Linked DNA regions of Arachis hypogaea: region 2 is linked to region 1. Evidence: chromatin contacts called from public Hi-C data. All regions are on one chromosome and are shown on one strand. Each heading gives the region's core, a stretch centred on a gene start, on an enhancer-like site or on the middle of the called end of the contact. The rest is flanking DNA. Distances are from core to core; before and after follow the strand shown. Region 1 holds the start of LOC112775263 (E3 ubiquitin-protein ligase IPI1). Region 2 holds the start of LOC112779705 (translationally-controlled tumor protein homolog).

Evidence for each region. Hi-C and Micro-C count contacts between places; a contact is called where the count stands out from the background.
Region 2: a contact with region 1 is called in a Hi-C map of leaf, with 3 times the contacts expected there. The contact joins the promoter of LOC112779705 here to the promoter of LOC112775263 in region 1. A contact is called at or near these places in 5 of 8 Hi-C or Micro-C datasets (leaf and an unstated tissue).

What each region holds. Positions count from the first base shown.
Region 1 is chr19:38,883,378-38,887,428 of arahy.Tifrunner.gnm2.J5K5, reverse strand. It overlaps LOC112775263 (E3 ubiquitin-protein ligase IPI1), which reads left to right and starts at 2,369. Exons shown (of 6, transcript XM_025818789.3): 1 at 2,369-2,699. The coding sequence starts at 2,522.
Region 2 is chr19:39,059,064-39,063,239 of arahy.Tifrunner.gnm2.J5K5, reverse strand. It overlaps LOC112779705 (translationally-controlled tumor protein homolog), which reads right to left and starts at 1,638. Exons shown (of 5, transcript XM_025824040.2): 1 at 1,313-1,638; 2 at 451-524; 3 at 212-340; 4 at 1-112. The coding sequence starts at 1,340.

The DNA of each region.
Region 1 (4,051 bases), core at 1,120-3,619:
ACAGAGACTTTGGGAGAAGAAGAGGAAGAAATAGCGACCGATTTAACGACCGATTAATTTATAATATTATGATTTAATGATCAATTAAGTTTGTCCAAATATTTTGTTCGTCATTAAATCGGTCACTAATCAATAAAAATAGCAACCGATTTAGTAACTAACTACTTTAAACCTGGATTTTATAGTTGATTGCTAAATCGGTCGCTATATTAATTCTTAGCAACTAATTTTGCGATCAATTTCCTAGCGACCAGTTTAGTGACCGACTATTTTTTAGACTATTTTCATGTTGGTAGCAAAACCGATCACTAAATTAAAATATCAACCAACGGCCCCAATGCCTAAGTATTTTGTTTTGGTTGCTATGTAAAAAAGTAGCGACCGATTTTAGCAACCAACTAGGACGACTTTGTTATCGGTTGCTAAATCGGTCACTAATTTTTTTTTAGCGACTGATTTAGTGACCAATAATGGGTGGTCGTTGAATTTCATTTAGCGACCAATTTTTTTTGTCCTAAAAAATTTTGATTGGTTATAAAATTGGTTACTAATAGTAATCAATTTTGTAGATCACTAAAATAAGTCACTATTTTAAAACTTTCTTGAAGTATACCAAAAGTATGTTAAGATATATAAAAGTTGGAAGCTTGGAGTATGGAGGCAACTATGACTGTGTAAGGTACTAGAGAGACGAAGATGCTTAAAGCAAGAAAAGGGTGAGTCCGTTAGAGAAGATGAAGTGTAGAAATACAAAAAGTGTAAGGAAAGTGGATGCTTGGGCTTTTATAAGCGTAACTTAGAAGATGGAACATGAGAGATAGAGGGAGCACAAAGAGATTGATTAGACATGGGGAACGTGCACGCATTTAATAGGGTAGTGATAATAATGATAGTTATTTACTCAAGGAGTGAGAGAAATATAAATTTATTTCGCCTACGTCAAAGGATCGATCATACTTCTTTGAGAAAAATCTCAACAATAACAATGATCTTAGGGGGTGGGGGGCAATTTTTCGGTCAACATTAATTGTGTCGAGGACAGAGAATCGATTAAGGGAGTTCAATGGTTAGCATCGACAAGAAGTAAGTCGATCGAAAAGGTTGAGAACGAAGCTTGCAAAATGGTTATTAAGTTTGTGATCGGTAGGAACAGTTACTATCCAGAGTATATGAAGGTCGACACATGATAAGATTTGATTGGTTGAAGATGTCTATAAATATAGTGACAAATGATGGACAAAAAGTTGAAAATTTCACTCAAAAACCACACTTATTATTGTCTCACATATCTCAGTAACTTTCTGCAATTTTATCTAATCTAGTTTTCTGTGTAGGTTTCCTTCCACATGTTCTTTATATTCATTATAATTATGTGTTCTTTATTTTCTGCAAAGTCATCTTTTTTAGTTTTGTTTTATCAAATTCTTCTTTGTTGTAACTTGTAATCTTTATTCTGAATTTTTGTAGAATTTTTCTGTATTTGTAAATACTTTGAAATTTTGTAAAGTGTTTTTAACTTTATTTTATTAAGTAAAATTCGTTTATTCTCTTATGCATATTTTTTATTTTACAAAACTTCTTTTTCATTGACAAAATAAAGATTTAATACACGTAAAACTGATACTTATAAAAGGAGTAGATTTTGTTCTTATAATATAAATTTCAAACCATCTTAAATATTTGTAATGATCAAATGTGTCTTATAAATTTCGATTACTAAATATCTGGATAACATATATATATATGAATGAACTATTATTTTTACTTATGAATGTTTAAAACAATAATAAATTTATCCAAGAAAAAAAAGAAATTAACTTTATTGACATATGTAAAAATGCACAAATAATTAAATCTAATGACGGTAATTCATTAGCAAAAAATAAGTTTCCAAAGAAAAGAAAAAGACATCATATTTTCATCCAAAAATTTTTAAAGAATAATGTTAAAAAGTTAGTATATTTTGTGATTTGTAATTATTAATTAATTATTATTAATATTTTTAAAATTATATTTAATAATATAAAATTACATATTTTTTTAATAATTAAATATTAGACTAAATTTTATTAAAAATGTTGGCTGTCAGACATTCTCTTATTCAAATGTAAGGCATAAGTCACCAAAAAAAAAATGTAAGGCATCATAATCTCTCTCTTTCTTGCATCGATCTTTCTCTCTCATTCGTGTCTGTCCATTGTGCTCTTCATCCTGAAATCAAAGACTTTTAAATCTCACACAATTAAACACGAGAAACACACCTTTAATTTCTCGCCTCCGTAGCTCTCTCTCCCGTGTCCAACGCCAAACTGCACGTCGTAAACGCAACTTAGACACACGATAACAAAACAGAGAAAAAAGGAAAAAATTAAAAGGAAAAAGACAAAAAAAAAAAAAGAAAAGAAGAAGAAAGAAAGACGCATTAATAAATAAACAAAACGAAACATTGTTTGCGCTTTCGTTGCTTCGCTTCATTTGCTACGATTTTTGGATTTTTTTAATTATTTATTTGTGGAGAATTATGGGTCTTGGGATGAAATATGACGAAGAAAGCAAGGTGGTTGACGATGGAGGAGAGGGTGGCGGTGGTGGAGCTAATTCGTTTGATTCTGTCTCATGTTCAATTTGCCTTGACGCTGTTATCGATAATGGGGATCGATCGTTGGCTAAGCTTAAATGTGGCCATCAATTTCATCTTGGTGAGTTAATTCATTTCTAAATGTATGCATATGGTTTCAATTCACCATTTGGAATGATATATATATATATATATATATATATATATATATATATATATATATATATATATATATATATATATTGCATTAGAATAATGGAGCTTGTATTTCATTTCCTCATGGCATGGTTTTGAATTTGAAGGGATTTTTTGGAGTTTTAGCTAGAAAAATTGAGATCTAAAATTATAGATATAATGCAATTTTGATGTAGAAGAAGAAATATCAACTATGCCTATGCATGACTTTGATTATTAATGATACGCTCGTAGGAGCTAGTCGCTATCCTTTTAAAACTCAGGTGTAATTCTTATATACACATTAAGGAACGGAGTAATGCTGCCTCTATATTAATTTATTACTAAAATATAGTTAAAGAAAAAAAAAAGATATAATTTGAAAAAAAAAATGATAAAAAGTAAAATTACTGGTTGTCAAAAAATTAAAATAAAAAGTAAATAATGTGTACTTTAGAAGGATTAAAATCTCTCTGAAGTGAGATGATTTTTTAGGTTGTAGGACCCTCTTACCTTTTGCTGTGGATGTGTTTTGATTATATGATCATGGCTAGGCTAAACAACACAACTTTTCTATAAATGTCTTTCTCTTTCGAAGCATTAAATACAATTGGATATTTTCGTTCAGATTTGTTAGACTTAATGTTTAATGGGATGAATTCTTGCATGTGTGTTGTCACTAGGCTGGTTTGTGTTTAAGAATAGAATAAGACAAAATATTGAGAATAAGATAAAAAGAGCAGAAATATAAAATTTTGTGTTCTTGTATTCTGTTTAGTGATAAACAAAAATAAATTATAAAAATTTAATTTATTTTTATTTTTTCATCAAAAAAATTTGAGAAAAAAATATAATAATAAAAGATATAATTATGAAAAATTAACAAGAATAATAAAAGAAAAAATAAAAAATAAGTTGTGTCATTTGTTAGTGTCTTTGTGTCTTTTCTGTCAAGATGGACACAAAATACACTAATTCAGTGTCTTTGGATATAATATATCTATATCTCATCTGTCAAACACGATTTTATATCTTTGTGTTCCTGTCTCTATGTCCCGTCCCCGTAAACAAACGCAGCCTATAAATACATGCAGATTGTGTTGTTTATCGTTTTTCGGCAAGGAACTTAGGAAGTACATTATTAGGGTCAGTAATGTCATAAAGACAAGAACAAGATACAAAAAAGAGGGTATAATTATGATTATGATAGGGACAATAAGTTTCAAATTGAGCAAGAACTTTTTTTTTGTTTCTCAGTAAAGCAACTACAGTTGTAGAGCTAAAACCTCAAACGAGGTT
Region 2 (4,176 bases), core at 389-2,888, 180 kb before region 1:
CAATGTTCTTCTTGAAGTGCTCTTGCTTCTCTGGCTCTAATTTGGCTGTCAGCAACTTAATGTATCTCTTCATGAAAGTAACAAATTGTTTCTTATCAAAAGCTGGTTGCTCCTGTAAAAATTGAACAAAATACACGTAAATTAAGATAAAAAAAATATTTGCATAGCGAAGTATCCAAAGATGGTTTTTTCTTATATATATATGCCTGACCTGAAGCCTAAAAGTATCAACAATATCAACTACTTTGACAGCTTGATCATCGACACCCTCATCCTCTTCTCCGCCTTCTGCGGAAGGGTTAGCACCAATATCTACATCAATTGCTCCTTGAACAACCCACTGCCAAAACCCACATTACACAATTAACTCATCAACACTTAACAAACGAAAAAACAAACCCTGAAAAGGAAACAAAGATTCCAGAATATAAAGAGTTCCTATTTCCTAACCTTTCCTTCAACTTCCCAGAGGATTCCATTCTCAATTTCCTTGTAAGGGAACGAGTCAGAGAGAAGTTCATCGCCTAAAACATTCATCAAGAAATCCAAGTTAGACGAGTTCAAGCACTTAACTATTACCATCAGATCAACCGTATTAACTCACTTTCACAATTAATTAATTAATTAATTAATTAATCAATCAATTTGCAAAAGCATAATTACATTGATAGTGAGGACCACTTAATTGCATGATGATCTAACTGATCAACAACCAGACTGATTAAAAAAAAGAGGAATGCTAGGGGCCAGCAATTTTTGTGATTTGAAGCCATCAAATAGCCATCAATGATGGTTTTAATAGTGCGAGATTGGTGTGAGATTTCATCCAATGGCTCACTTTGTTTTGCTGGCTACATGCTGGCCAGAATTTAACAAAATTGCTGGCGCCCTAGACTTTTCCTTAAAGAAAATCAGAAAAGATTTAGAATCTGAGATAATCACAGCAAGAAAAGGATAACCCAGAGATACAGACAGAAAATTATAATCTCATATAGAAAAAAATAATAATAGCAAACAACCTTAATAATTATTAATTAAAACGACTTATCATAAGCAGAGTTTATTGGGGCAAGAACATAAACCCGGGAAAACTTTATCACAGAGTTTATTAAAGGAATAGCAGATTCAACGAAAGTGGATCCTAAGAACTACATATTCTACCAAACATAACACGAAATTTACTTCATTTAACAAGTTTCGATCCTCTTTCATAAAAACATACAACAACTGAGATCTTAAACCACACACATAGCAAAGGAATAAAAATAAAAATAGAAAATAAATATAACAGAAAAAGGTGAAAGCTTTTCACCTGTAAGAAGATCCTGGTAAACCAGCATGGTTGCAGTTCTTTGTTCTAACTTCTAAGATCGAAGAAACGAGAAGAGAAGAGCAGAGCCGAGCCGCGAGAGATTCCAAAGACTTGAGTAAGAACAACGAGTGACGGTGAGCTTTTATAGAGTGTTAGGGTTTCCTGATATTTAGGGCTCCGAAAATATTTCCCTTTTTATTCTCACTAAAGTATTAGATCATAATATGGTACTTTTTATTGTGCCTAAATTTTAGATATAAAATCTAAAAATAAAAGAGTAAGTTCTATCTTTTTTTTAATCTCTATATTTTAACTAATTTAGGTACAAAAATTATAGGTACCAAAGAACTTCTCTTATAAATATAGAATAAATAATTATTTTTAATTATTAAAAGATTTAAACATTAATAAATATATTCATAAAAAAATAAAACTAATATTATACTAATAAAAGATAAATTTGCCAACGAGTAATAGCTCAAATGGCATAGTCTCTCCATACTCAATTAAGAGGTTGCGGGTTCGAGTCTCCTATTTTTGGTAAAAAAAAAAATAAAAAAAAAATAAAAGATAAATTTTAATGTCAACAAGCCTTGTCTCTAGAATAGTTGGTACAATAAAAAATTCTCAATTAAAATGGTATAATGGTGGTGGCCCGATGTTTGGTGTTGGTGTCAAGAGTGGGTGTTATGATGACAGTGGAAGGAGAAGAAGAGAGGTTGTAAAATTGTGTGAGATTGATGGTGAAATGTTAGAAAGGGTAATTTAAAAATTTTAAATTATTTTTTAGGTTTTGATTAATTTTGTTAATTAAAATATATCTTTTTTAAGTATAGTATTGATTTTATTTTTTTATGAGTAAATTTGTCCATACTTAAATTTTTTATAATTAAAAATTATTATTTATTCTTATATTAAAATTGTAAATTTTTTTTTGTTTGCACTAAGATATCTATCAAGTCGAAAGTCTAATGACTAATTTTTTGGATATTGTAGAGGCATATAAAGTGGGCAACCTTCCTAAGTAAGTAAGTTCTATTTTCATCCTCCGGTGAGTATCGAACTCAAAAGAGATAGTTAAAGGACACAGACCCTCATCTATCAATACCAACTTGCGTTGGTAATTGTAAATTTAAATTCATCTACCGTTGTTATTGCTTATTATTATTAGATTGGATGATCATCGATTTATTTTCTTTAAGAAAACGCGAATGATATTTAATTTTGATTTAAATTAAATATAGCGGTTAAATCTTTTCTAAGGTGACAAAAAAATGAAAATAAGTTGAAAGTTTTTTGTTGAAATTCAACTACTTAGTGTGTGTTTGGATTACAGTTTGTAAATGGGAGTTTGCATAAAATTGATTTTGCAAACTTGATTTTGATAAAAAGTAAGTTTGTGTTAATGTGATTTATGTTTAGCAATTTTTATATCAAAATGGATTATAATAAAATAAATATTGTTTAGATTATATTACTCAAAATTACTTTGACTCCCTTGTGTTTTTAAAATCTATATAGAGTTATTCATTAATTTTCTATAAATCAGTTAATTTTAATAAAAAATGATTAGAGGAATATTTGAAAATTTTTGAAAAAAAAAGTTTTTTGAAAATTAATTATTTAACTTATCAAATTGATTAAAAAAAAACTAAATACCAATAAATAAGGCTACGAAAGTTTGATTTGATAAAATAATTCAAAATTAAAAATTAGTTTAAAGAAAAGGGAATTGTTTAAATGATTTAACAAATTTTGCAATTATCAAAAGAAAAAGCTATTCTTGATATTTATGTTCGCTAGGCTTAGTTTGGTAATTTTACTTTTGATACTATAAAAAAATGTTGAGTATCGTCAGATTCACCAAATAAATCCGCCGACAAAAAGATTACCGTCGAATTTAGCGTTATTCTTGGGTTGACCGGAAACAACTTACCGACAAATTTGTCTTGTCTAATGCTAATTACGGGGAGAGTTACCGTCGGTCTTTTTCAATGGTTTGTCAAATTTGTGTTGATGGTTACCGTCAGAGCCATCCGACGGTAACGTTAGCGCCATTTCACGTGTTTAGGTGCCAAAGTTACCATCGGATATCGCCAACGTTAAATCCGATGGTAATGTTAAATTTATAACCCTAATTTTTTTGGCACAGGTAAGCCACAATTAGGAGACTCTCGTTAATACAATTGTTAGCAGAAATTTAACGTCGCCAGAAATCAAGACATAATTTTATTAAAAAATAATTTGTTTGAATGAAGTAAAATGTCATAAATGTATAATACGATGAAGTAAAGACAAAGAAAAATGCGTAAAACCTTAAATCCTACAGATCCCTGTAATCTTCGTCGGCGGTGGCGGCATCGTGGTTTCCCTGCTGAGGCGGCGAAGGAGGTGCTGCCGTCGGTATCCCACCAGCAGTGTCGCCACTGGAACCGGTAGCAATACTGCTGCCTCCAGTGCACATCTGCTGGTTGTACTCCTCTATTTATTGTCACAACCGATCGAGCTACTCTAGCTTCTCCGTCAAGTCGGAGCTGACGACAACGCGTGCAAGAATCTCTCGATACCTCTGCTCAGACTGCTTTGCCTGCTGGTGAAGCTCCTGTGTTAGCTTCTGCACCTCCTCCCTCAAGTCGACAACTTCCAACCTCTGTGTGTACTTCTCTTGCGTCACACATGTTAGTATTAGGATAATAGTTAAATAATTGACTTTAAACCAAATAAAGTGGAAACTTAGGATTCATTTAAACTCACATAATCGGCTGCAGACTGCTCGTCGGCAAATCTCTCCTTGTTTGCCTTCAAAGTATGGGTATACTTGAAGGTCTTCGCTAGTGTCATCTCACACTCCAGTGACTTAGACT